Regions from separate parts of the Mus musculus genome. Here region 2 is linked to region 1. A link is a contact called in public Hi-C data. All regions are on one chromosome and are shown on one strand. The core of a region is the stretch at or near the end of the contact, and the rest is flanking DNA. Distances in the headings are between cores, read along the strand shown.

What was found. Hi-C and Micro-C count contacts between places; a contact is called where the count stands out from the background.
Region 2: a contact with region 1 is called in a Hi-C map of muscle stem cells, with 2.2 times the contacts expected there. The contact joins the enhancer-like site here to the promoter of Olfml2a in region 1. A contact is called at or near these places in 24 of 39 promoter capture datasets (the 3T3-L1 cell line, 3T3-L1-derived adipocytes, the C10 cell line and 16 more), 2 of 15 datasets of contacts at CTCF or cohesin (CD8 T cells and the NIH/3T3 cell line), 81 of 484 Hi-C or Micro-C datasets (the 3T3-L1 cell line, 8-cell embryo, the AML12 cell line and 44 more), 23 of 115 datasets of contacts at active chromatin or transcription factors (the 230-238 cell line, CD8 T cells, the NIH/3T3 cell line and 15 more) and 3 of 9 other capture datasets (adipose tissue, liver and pancreatic islet).

The regions. Positions count from the first base shown.
Region 1 is chr2:38,930,212-38,936,122 of GRCm38.p6, forward strand. It overlaps Olfml2a (olfactomedin-like 2A), which reads left to right and starts at 1,769. Exons shown (of 8, transcript NM_172854.2): 1 at 1,769-1,970. The coding sequence starts at 1,866.
Region 2 is chr2:38,971,635-38,977,743 of GRCm38.p6, forward strand. It overlaps the pseudogene Gm13474. Among named protein-coding and RNA genes, the nearest start is that of Gm39801, 4.7 kb to the right of the region's middle. Within about 2 kb of position 2,692, at least 40 of the 459 cell types and tissues checked have an H3K27ac peak or open chromatin away from gene starts, as enhancers often do. A contact at or near this core is called in the C3H10T1/2 cell line, morula, muscle stem cells and 4 more, where this site is marked.

The sequences.
Region 1 (5,911 bases), core at 519-3,018:
TCATTTATAACAAACACTGACAGCACACATGACTTTTTAACTGAAGTCAGCTGAGAGTTAATACAGTCATCTCTGGCTAGGCCAGTGGTTCTCCAACTCAAGAGTCCCTAGGAGTTTGCTGAGAACACAAGCTCCTGGATCCCCCACCTCCCTTGAATCTCTGGTTTAGGAACTAGGCTGGGGCCTGTGAGTTTGTATTTCTAACAAGTTCCCAGGTGACCCTGAGGCTGTTGGCTGGAGGCAGAGGGTCATCTGAGAGCCACTGCGCCAGCTGCAAGGGGAGGCAAAGCATGCATACACCACCGGGGGCCTGTTTGCCTCTCTACAGGGAGCTGGGAACACAGAACACCCTGTGGGAAAATGGCAATGAAGAGGTGCAGTTCTTTGGAGGAAATACTTGAGAGCAGAAGTAAGGAGTGAATGGGTGTGGCTGAATGCAGGGCACAAGACAGTGTTCCTTGCAAGTGCAATCCAGGCTCAGTAAGCCAGGTAAACATGCAAGTGATCAGAAAAGGAGTCACCTTCAGTGACAACAGAGAAAAGGAGCCCAGCCTCTATGGGGCATGCAGAAGGTTAGAAGAGCCTTCAAGAGTCTGGGAAGGACACCCCCCCCCCCCCCGTTGAAATCAAAGGGGAAACCCAAAGGGAAACTGAGGTGGGAGGCAGTTTAAAAGAGTAGGAGCCAGATCTCAGAGGCTATGCAAAGGAGTGACTGACTCCACAGTCAATTGCTTGCTTTGCAACTATAAGAACCTGAATTGGGATCTCCCAGCATCCACATTAAATGTGGTCGTGGTCTTGTGTGTGTGTGTGTGTGTGTGTGTGTGTGTAAGTAACATCAGAAGTGGAGAGGCAGAAACAGGAGGGGCCTTAGAGCTCACTAGCCAACCAGTGTAGCCAAAAGAAAGGGCTCCAGGTTCAGTGAGAGGCCTTGTCTTGAAAAAAAATAAGCAGCAACGGAGGAAAAAGTGTGTTGGCCTAACCATCAGGCTCACACACTTTCAGGAGAGCAGATGCAAATAAGAGAGAGAGAGAGAGAGAGAGAGAGAGAGAGAGAGAGAGAGAGAGAGAGAGAAGAGAAGAGAAGAGAAGAGAAGAGAAGAGAAGAGAAGAGAAGAGAAGAGAGAAAGAAGAGGAGAGAGAGAGAGTATGAAATTAGGAAGGGTAAGCGATACCGTCTTGAATTTCATTACAGTGGATCTCAAAAGACCCAACACAAGCACCTTGGTGCAGCAGAGGCCTAAGACCCCTGGAGCTAGCAATTGCTGCCTGGGAAACTGAGAAATCAGACGCTCTGCTGAGGATGCAAAGGAGTGGGCTGTTCTCGGCATAGCAGAGAGAGGAGAAAGACGGAAGATGTGGAAGAGAAGAGGTTGAACCTTGAAAAGGCTAGAACCAACAATGTTGGGGGACGAGTGGGAGGGGGCAGGCAGGATGACTTTGTCAGAGCAAGGACTAAACTAGAAGTATCACTTGAACTTTGCAAGCATTCCAAAGAGACTATTTTCTCCCTTTTATCGATGGGGAAACTGGATCTCAAAAGGCAAAAGGACACGTGCGAGGTCCCTCATTTCACAGAACCTGACCCCAGTACGTCGCGAGGCTGCACCTCTCTTACTGCCTGGCTGCTGCTACAGTCCTCTCCCAGAGACAAATTGCAAAGACGCGGGACCGCAGAGGATGGGCGGAGAGGGGAGAGGAGGGGCGGGCACCCCTCCACCCTAGCTCCGCCTCTAGCAGAGCTACTAGGGCACCGGGCTGGGGTTGGGGGGGCGCCCCCTCGGCAGAGCTGGGCTGCAGGCCGAGCTCGCAGTACTGCCGGCGCTACCTAGCGTGCGCGCAGAGGTGTCGGAGCCCATCCAGCCATGGAAGCGGCAGCTGTCCTGCCTAGGTACCTACAGTTGAGGCTTCTGCTGGTGCTGCTGCTGCTGGTTTTGCTTCGGGCTGGTCCTGTGTGGCCCGACAGTAAGGTACTGGAACCTGGCACAACTAAGCGGTGATCGGCGCGAGGGGGCGCTATGGCTGACGGTGCTTGCCAAGAAGGGTGCATTCAGCAGGGAGTGGGGACTAGGGAAAGGCAGATCAGAGTTGGGACTTAGTCTAGACTCTCCTGGAATCAAAGCCCTGAGAAAGGAACATGTGCGAGAAGAAACGCTGGTTATGATAGGGTACTTAGGTCCTGGAGCCCGAGGAAGAGGCGCTTTGGACCTTATCACTACTCAGAGATAGGACTTCAAACCCAGGATCAAGTTGGGATGTCCCAAGTGCACTGGGGTGGGCGAGCAAGAGAAAATGGACAGTAAGAGCAACTGGTTGAGAGTTTCCATGGAAGGCTGACCGCTTAGGGGTAGACCCAGGGACAACTGTTACCAAAGGACTCCCAGGTTTGCAGTAGGCCTTAGACCAAGGCTTTCAGGAGAGGCTGGGAACTCAAAGTTCCTTTTTCACTGAATCTGGGCCCGCCCACTTGCCATCTTCTCTGAGACTTGAGTTCTCATACTGTATTCACCTGTCAGCTGTGTTTTATACCACTCTCTCTCTCTCTCTCTCTCTCTCTCTCTCTCTCTCTCTCTCTCCTTCTCTCTCCCTCACTCCTTCCCCTCTTCTACCTCCCCCCTCCCGTTTGTTTGTTTTTGTATAGAATAGAGTTTACTCTGGGCATAGGGAGGGGAGTTGAGAGGGTAATAGAGACAGAGAAAGGGGGGGGGGGTGGACTGGGGGGGGGGAAGTAGAGGCCAGCCATGAGCACGTGGGGGGGGGGGAGGACAGAGGGAGAGCAAGAAGGCAAGCGTGCAAGCCCCACTCCTGTTTTTTCTTGAAACAGGATCTCAGTGTATAATTCTGGCTAGCCTGGATCACACACAACATGTAGACCAGGCTGGCCTCAAACTCACAGACATCCTACTGCATCTGCTTCCCCAGTGCTGAGATTAAAGACATTCACCACCATCTCTTCACTTATAAGTATGGGGAGGGGGGCATTGTACCCACTCACTCAGTTGATTTCTAGACTTAGTGAGGTATACCTGCAGAATGCTAAGCACATTGCTCACTAGTTGCCCAGTAGATGATTCCACAGGAATCCCAAAGCCCCGGATTAGATCCAGAACATAGATGGAGCAAGCACTTGAGACAGATCAAGAACCCTTTAAGAGCATTCTAGAAATGAACTAATGAAGATGGGCCTGGAGCAGCAGGTTCTCAACCTGTGGGTCGCGACCCCGGGGTCAACCAACCTTTTCACAGGGGTCACATATTCGATGTTTACAATTCATAACAGTAGCAAAATTGCTGTTATGACATAGCAGCGGAATAGTTTTATGATTGGGGGTGGGGGTCACCCACAATGTCAGCTGTATTAAAGGGTCACAGCATTAGGAGGGTTGAGAACCCCTGCCTGACCTAGAGAGAAACTGTAGGGATCTACTTGCAGAGGATGGGGCAGCAGCGGCTTCTCTAGATGTCTTTACAGTTTTAGGTTTGGTTTGGTTTGGTTTGGTTTGGTTTGGTTTGGTTTGGTTTTTTAGTAGAACTTGAGTCCACCTGTGAGTAGGTAAAGGGTAAAATCTGTTCTTTTGCTGTGCAAACTTGGAAATATGACTTCAGTGCTTCTATATGAGAATCAATGTCCCCTTTGGCTCCGATAGCACTGATCAGTGCTCTCTCACCCGCTGCCTATCCTCTGTGGCTCAGAGAAGGACATTTAGTGGGCATTTCTGAGCTTCGAAAAAAGGCTATAGAGCAGGAGGGCTCACATCCAAAACAAAGCTAAGACAAAGAAAACCCAACACCCTGTTTATGTAGTGAGTCAGCCAAACACTTGCTAGGTTGGGAAGGGGGTATATTTACTTGTCCCAGGGCAAGCTGGGGCTGGTGGATAAGGGAGGCTAAAGCAGCTGGGGACCCAGCACAACCCTCCCCCAGACACCTCCCATGCCTGCTCCACTTCAGCCAGCTGGGAAAAATAAAAATCAAGCATGGGTGAATTTACTCTGCATTCCTTAGCCCAGCCAGACTCCTGCTGGCTCTGCAGAGCTGTTTTCATTATCACCATCTCTCTCTCCACAGTAACAACCCCAACTTCTTCCCCTGCAAACTCGGCCTGTTTTTGTTGGGGTGGGATGGAGGGCTTAAGAGGACTGACTGTGTTGGAACTTGAAATGAACTCAGGGTCCTAGAGCCTTGCTGCTGCTGCTGCTGCTGCTGCTGCTGCTGCTGCTGCTGCTGCTGCTGCTTCTCCTCCTCCTCCTCTTCCTCCTCTCCTCCTCTTCCTCCTCCTCCTTTCTCCTTTCTCCTTTCTCCTTTTCTCCTTTCTCCTTTTCTCCTTTCTCCTTTCTCCTTTTTCTCCTTTCTCCTTTCTCCTTTCTCCTTTCTCCTTTCTCCTTTCTCCTTTCTCCTTTCTCCTTTCTCCTTTCTCCGTTCTCCTTTCTCCTTCTTCCTGGCAGGCTCCTGCTGTGATACTCACTCACCCTGGTGTTCTGTTGGTCTCCCTGCATTTTAAGTTGATGCTCATGGTGAGGCTCTCCCAAATAGGATTTGGAGTTTCCATCTAAGGAAGTGCTTTGTCTGACCTGAAGTAGGAGGGGGGACTCACAGCTGCCCTGCATGGCTGGGGTGGACGGGCATATATTTCTGCATGGCTGCCCAGCATTGAGGTTGGGGTGGACGGGCACGTAGCCCCAAAACACCATGGCAGGGCAGCAGATACTCTTGGAAAGTGATAATTTACCAGTCTCTCCAACTGAGAAAGGGCTGCTGGGACCTCATTCTCTGTATACATGCAGGGGTGGGAAGGGGCTTGAGCAGAGAGAGAAGACTGAGACCTGGAGGGCGGGACCTGAGCAAGGGAACAGAAGGGGCTTAGCAAGCAGGCCGTGGTGGTTTCCTGGGCCAGGTCAGATGTTCCAGGCAGGCCAGTCCCAGGGGCTTAGGTGTTGTTTCAGATCTACTCCTGGAGTTTCCGCATGTGGGCGTAATTGGAAGCAGGCCCCTGAGCAGAAAAAGCAGAATGACAGATAATGGAGTTCTCTTCCTCGTACAGTGTTAGGCCAAGCCAAACCCCACCATCTCTCTATGAGAAGTGAGCCTGCCTGCCTCAACACTCCTTTTGGGAGAATACCAGGACCAAGGTCCATGCCCAGCATCTTATATCCAGCATCACGTACAACACTGCCAAGTGCTCGTGGCCCCGCCCCAGGGGATAGATTTGAACACTCTAAAGAATCACACTGCATTTTCCAAGTGCAGTCCCAGATAACAGCTCCCTGTGGAGTCATCAAAGGAGGTGATTTTGAGAGATGAATCCAGCATAGAGAAATACATACTGACATATTGGCCTATGGCCATGGAGTTGACAACAAGGTGCAAAGTTAAGAAATATGGTAATACCTCAGAAAACCTCATGTGAACCTGCCCCACCATTATGAGAATATTCCTAGTCCAGCCAGATCTATCCATTTCTCTCCAAAAACAAAACAAAAAGAAAAAAAAAAGAAAAACAAACAAACAAAAAAACCAACAACAATAAAAACAAAACAAAACTAAGAAAAAAATCAGCCTTTGAGCACAAACCACCTCCACACCTGGGAGCTTTGGCAGGAGTGTGTGCTGGGCACAGTTGCAGGGAAAGGTGGGGGCTGAGGCAGGGACTTTCCTACTTGACAGCAATGTTCAGCCTTCACGCCAAGGGACAGACCCAGGAGGTAATCCCAGACCCCATGCCATGCTTCTGTATACATCTCTGCCTGTCCCAGCTCAGTCTTGGCTTGGTGCTTGTAGGTACTCAGGGAAAGCATACTAGATAAACAAAATTGTTGAAACAGGCTGTGCTGAGTGACCCTGGACAAGCTTTTAGCCTTCCCTGACAAATCATGGAGTTATGGTAAGGGTGAAGAGAGATGGAAAACAGGGA
Region 2 (6,109 bases), core at 1,442-3,941, 42 kb after region 1:
GAAAATCAGGAGCTAACACCTAGACATTGCAAGGTTAAAAAAAAAAATTATTTTTATGATTGGGGCCAAATTTACAGTCTCCTCAAGAGTAAGAGAAGGAAGCAGCCTGGACTAAGAGTAGGAGGTCTCTTTATAACAAGCAAGCGAATAAAAAACGCAATTTTGAAGTTGTTTTTATGATCATAAAAAGACAGTTACTGGCATACCATAAAACATTTCATGGTCAGTCAGTTTTTGGACCATATCATGAAACAATGGAAAAATTTGTGACATGTAAATCACAGGGTTATAGAGGAAGCACAAGCAAAACAAACAACAACAACAACAAAACAAGTCAACCTTCAGCTTGGGATATGATTAGAAAAAAACATTGTAAGGAACAATATAGAGCCAGGCAGTGGTGGCGCACGCCTTTAATTCCAGCACTCGGGAGGCAGAGGCAGGCGGATTTCTGAGTTCGAGGCCAGCCTGGTCTGCAGGGTGAGTTCCAGGACAGCCAGGGCTACACAGAAAAACCCTATCTCGAAAAGCAAACAAACAAACAAAAGTAACAATATAGAAATAAACCAAATTCTAACATTATGTGTAACGAGGAAAAGAAAGAAAGTATGGAATCAGCTTTAGAAAAAGCTCTTGGTCTGATCCTCAGCACCTCATATGTGGCATGTATAACTGTGTATAACCGCATAGGCATAGCTGTGTGTAGCTGTAATCCTATAACCTGGGAGATGCAGACATAAGGTGAAGAGTTCAAGGTCATCCTCACCATCCACCAGCATAGCAAGTTAGAGGCTAGCCTAGCCTACATGATACTCCATCTCAAAAAACTAAGCATCATCATCATCATCATGACATAAGAACCCAAAGAAGGAAGGATGGATAGTGCGCTCTCTTCTGAGCACACTCTTCTATCTTTTAAATTGTCAGTGTAGCTGTGATCACCTCCATAAGATGCACCCAAGACAGGGCTCATCCACATTCCATCCTAGAAGGGGGTAGGGCTGATAAGGTTCTATTCCTTTCAGATGATTAATCCCAGACCATTACTGAGACATTTTCTTCAGAAGCATATACCACTGTTAAGTTGTTGTTATAAATAACCCCTTATCCATGCCTCAACTAAATGTACTCTTTCACAGAAAGGAAGAAAAAAAAAGACTAATACAAACAAACAACATTAATACAAAATAAATGTTGGAAAGGATCCGAGAAATCACAATTCTTGTGCACCCAGAGCGGAGAAAGATTAGCAACATGCCTTCATCCCGCAGGGGAACAGTTTTGAGTTGGGTTGGCTTTTCCTCAGGTTTCCACTCTCCAGAGAGACTCTGAAGTCTTTTTCAGAATCTTGAACTTTGCACTTGTACTCCCTACTACTTGGGAAGCAGAGTGTCCCAAGTCAGGCTCCCTGGGATGAACTGCATCTATAATGTGGGGTAGTTCCTGGGAAACTGAACTTCACAGCTTGAAACTTCCCCAGATCATCTCAACCTGAGGTGCCGAGAGAGCCGGGGGGGGGGGAGGCCATGAGGCATTTCTGAGGCAGCTTTTATCTTTGATTCTCCAGAGACATGATACATATTAATGGAGTTAGGGGTGGAGTTTGCATGTATTTGGAAGATTATAAGGACTTTGTCTCTGAAATGAAGCTTGGACAGTGCCCTTTCTGCTCCCACAGCTCTAAGGCTGGGCCTCTCCCCGTGGGATATGTGGATTCAGGAAGTACTGGTGTGTTGTTATTCTAATAAATGTGTTAGGAAGGGCCCCCTGGTGGAGCTAGCACCAGTCCTTGGGTTTGGTCCTAGTACCACATAAATGGGGTGTGGTGGTGCCTGTCTGTAATTCCAGGACTCAGAAGGTAGAGGACTGAGGATAAGAAATAGTTGAAGGTCACCCTCAGCTGCATAGTGAGTTTGAAACCAGCCTGAGATACACTAACCCTCGCCTAAAAATTAATTAATAATTTTAAAAGCTTGGTGTTGTGAGTTGTGAGTTGTGGCTCAGTGGCATATAATATACACAGTCTGGATTTGATTTTTAAAAAATACTCTGAAAGTTTGGGATGGTGGTGTGGACCTTTAGGAGACAGAAGCTGATCATTTAAGACCAGTCTGAGCTGCATAGAAGGACCCTCATCTCAAAACAAACTCACAGAATCATAAACGAGACTTAGAAATGTAGAGATGTCTCGGAAGAATGCCAAGCATGATTAGGAAGAGGAAACGTCACCGTGGAATATCACCAGGGCTATTGGTGGTGTGCCAGCTGCTGCTTCAGCCTGCCAGGTCTAGACTCATCTTTCTCTATCTGCAGTATAGCAAGGACCTAACCAAAGAGCGGGATGCCATCAAGCTGGAGCTTTGCAAGAACAGGTAAGAATGGGAAAGAGGCCGGGCAGTGGTGGCCCATGCCTTTAATCCCAGCACTTGGGAAGCAGAGGCAGGCGAATTTCTGAGTTCCAGGCCACCCTGGTCTACAAAGTGAGTTCCAGGACAGCCAGGGCTACACAGAGAAACCCTGTCTCAGAAGACCAAAAAACCAAAAACCAAAAACCAAAAAAAAAAAAAAAAAAAAAGAACAGAAAGGAGGCCAGTGCTCTGTTCCCAGCCATGCTCCTGACTCATGCTGTGGCCCCAGGTAACTCAGTCTCTCTGAGGCTTGTCCCTTGTGACTCAGTGCTGTGTGGCAAGGCTCATGTGTCACTCTGAAATGTGTTCCTTTCTGTTCTTGGCTCCTTCTTTTCTGCTCTGCCTCTGGCCACAGCAAAAGCAATGAGGACCTGAGGCAGCAGAACTCAGAACTGGAAGAGAAACTTGGAGTGCCCGCGGCAGAGAAAGCAGCTGCACAGTTGGGGGTGGAGGAGCTGCAGAAGAAGTTAGAGATGTCAGAGCTGGTGCTGCAGCAGGTGAGAGGCACAGCCCTCACTCCAAGGCCCAGTCTCTGCATCTGTGGGGGTGACCTGCAGCCATGCCCCAGATGGTTTGAACCTCCTCCTGGTTCTGTGATAGAATTCTCCGGTAATTGTTCAACAGTAGAGCCTTGACCACATAGTGAGGGTGATGTGACTGCTACATTTTCATTTTTGAAGTGTCCTGACTGAATACATACATATATATATATATGTATGTATCAGTAGGGCAGTAGTGGTGCATGCCTTTAATCCCAGCACTTGGGAGGCAGAGGCAGGGGGATTTCTAAGTTTGAGGTAGATTGGTCTACAGAGTGAGTTACAGGACAGCCAGGGCTATACAGAGAAACCCTGTCTGGAAAAAAAGAAAAAGAAAAAGAAGAAGAAGAAGAAGAAGAAGAAGAAGAAGAAGAAGAAGAAGAAGAAGAAGAAGAAGAAGAAGAAAAAGAAGAAAAAGAAGAAGAAGAAGAAAAAGAAAAAGAAAAAGAAGAAAAAGAAAAAGAAAAAAGAAAAAGAAAAAGAAAAAGAAAAAAATCTATCTATCTGTTTGTCTGTGTTGAGACAGAACCTTATCAGTGACCCAGGGTGATCTGTAACTCACCAGGTGAGCCTGGAATTCATGGTAATTCTCTTACCTTAGCCTTCCAAGACCTAGATTGCAGGTGTGACCCCACCCCCCACCCCCATGCCTGTTGAAATGTCATCATTCTGTTTCATTTAAATGGCCCATGCAGGAGTCTGCTTAGCTCCTCCTGTCTCTTTCTCATAGGGCAATGACCCCAGGTTGTCATCCTAGCTCAAGCTCTTGTGGGAAGCACTGCAGCGAAACAGCCCATGCTCCCAGACCTAACCCTCATACAGTTCCTTAGCCAATCTGTGGCCTCAGGCGGTAATGAGCAGTTACAACATGCCATGGAGGAGCAGGCTCAGCTGGAGACCCATGTTGGCCAGGTGTGGATCTGTGGGTGGGGGAGAGAGGAAGGGCATGACCCCAGATGGCCAAGGGCAGGTGAGGACGAACAACACAACCCTGTGTAACGTGTACATTGACCGATGCAGCTGATGGAGTCACTGAAGCAGTTCCAGGTGGAGAGAGATCAGTATGCGGAGAAGCTGAAAGGAGAGTGTGCCATGTGGCAGCAGCAAATGTGGCAGCAGCAGAGGGTACAGCAAATGGCGGAGCAGGTGAGGTCTCACCTCTGGTGTCTTTGTTCTTCCTGAGCATCAGCGTGGAGCAGCTGAGGGGTTCGGGGCTTTGGTTTTGCAGAGGTGGGCCTGGGGATGGATGGTGCCTGGGATCTCCAGCGCCCCCTGTGCCTTGGGCAGGTGCACACACTGAAGGAAGAGAAGGAGCACAGAGAACGGCAGGTACAAGAGCTGGAGACCAAGCCCCGGGCGTGGTGGCGCACGCCTTTAATCCCAGCACTCGGGAGGCAGAGGCCAGCCTGGTCTACAAAGTGAGTTCCAGGACAGCCAGGGCTATACAGAGAAACCCTGTCTCGAAAAACCAAAAAAAAAAAAAAAAAAAAAGAGCTGGAGACCAGCTTGGCGGCACTCCGGAATCAGATGGGTGGAGTCAGATGGGTGAGTAGGGCAAGGGTGACCTGAGGAGCGGAAGTGGGTCAAAGGCCATGAAGGTGGCTTCCATTGCCCTGGGGGGCAAGTGGGTGTGAGAACATTGTAACTGGGGCAAAAGGTCTCTGCCCTGACCGACCAGGTGACAAGCCTTGCCGTCTTTCTGAGCATGTGTCCCTCTGTGCAGAGCAAGATGGCATATCTACTGCTACCCCCTGAAGATGACTGAGCATCACAGAACTGTACTAGAGTGGGTTGAAACGCTTACCGCTTATCTCGTCTAAGATCCTGACAGAGAAGAAGCCAAAGCTTAGAGCGGGGAGCCTGACTCACACTGGAGTCTGAGAAGCCTAAGGTGGACCCTTCACTGTGCCTGCTTCCTTTCTCAGAGGAGCTGCCATCCCCAGAGCCTCCAGCTGGGCCCTCGGAGGCCGAAGAGTGGCTGCAGGGAGAGGCTGAGCAGCTGCAGAAGGAGCTGGAAAGTCTAATGGGACAGCTGCGGGCCCAGGTGCAGGACAATGGGAGCCTGAGTCACCTAAACCAGGAGCAGGAAGGGTCAGCCCTGGAGAGAGCAGGCAGAAGAGCGCAAGCAGATCCTGGAGAGCATGCAGTGATCGCACCACCATCAGCAGAGCGCAGTCACAAAACCAAGAGCTAAAGGAGCAGCTGGCCGAGCTGCAGGCGGGCTTCGTCAGGCTGGTGCGGAGCCTGCACACCCTCCTTACTCCCAGGGAACACACTCACCCCTATTGGTCAGCACCCACAAGAGATGGGGTGCTGCCCACCTCTCATGAGGTGGTAGGGGTGAAGGCGCCCCATGATCCAGAGCCCTAGGATGTGTGGGAATGATCCAGCCTTCCCTGGTCTGTGGGAAGGAGCACACATGCAATTCTGGGGACACCAGCCACATTAGGTCTTACTGATGGCTGCTTTCTGGGAGAGCTGCAGGAGAGGCTTGGGGGAGCTGCAGGAGATGGTAAATCCCTGGAGGTGGAGGTGAGAAGACAGAGAATTCAACATTTCCCTTAACTATATAGCAGGCTCAGTATGAGCTCTATGAAACCTTGTCTTAAAAAAAATCACATACGGGCCAGGTGTGGTGGCATAGTGGCGCACGCCTTTAGTCCCAGCACTTGGGAGGCAGAGGCAGTCGGCTCTCTGAGTTCGAGGCCAGCCTGGTCTACAGAGTGAGTTCCAAAAGAAAAAAAAATTACATACACTAAGCTGACGAGGTGAGTCAATAGGTGAAAGTGCTCACTGCACAAACCTGATGACACACGTCCAATCCCTAGAACCTATCTATCTATATAAGGGTGGAAAGAGAATGACACCATGAAGTGTCCTCCTCTGGAAGACGGTTAGAGCAATTAAGTATCCTTGAGTTCCCATTACTATGTAACCATGGCATTCAGGAGCCTCCATTTTAAAGGCTGCTGTATAGACAGGGTCTGGCAAGGTGGATCTGGAGGCTGTTGCCTGCATCTTCAGAAATCAGTGGCACCAGTGTCCAGGAAGGCACTCTGCTTGTCCCAGACATTACAGAGCGATCAGGCCCTGGCCTGGCCTGGTGTCGGCCGGTTCTCTTCAGTGGGCAGTCTGTGGGGTTGAGAGTGTTCCCAGGGCACA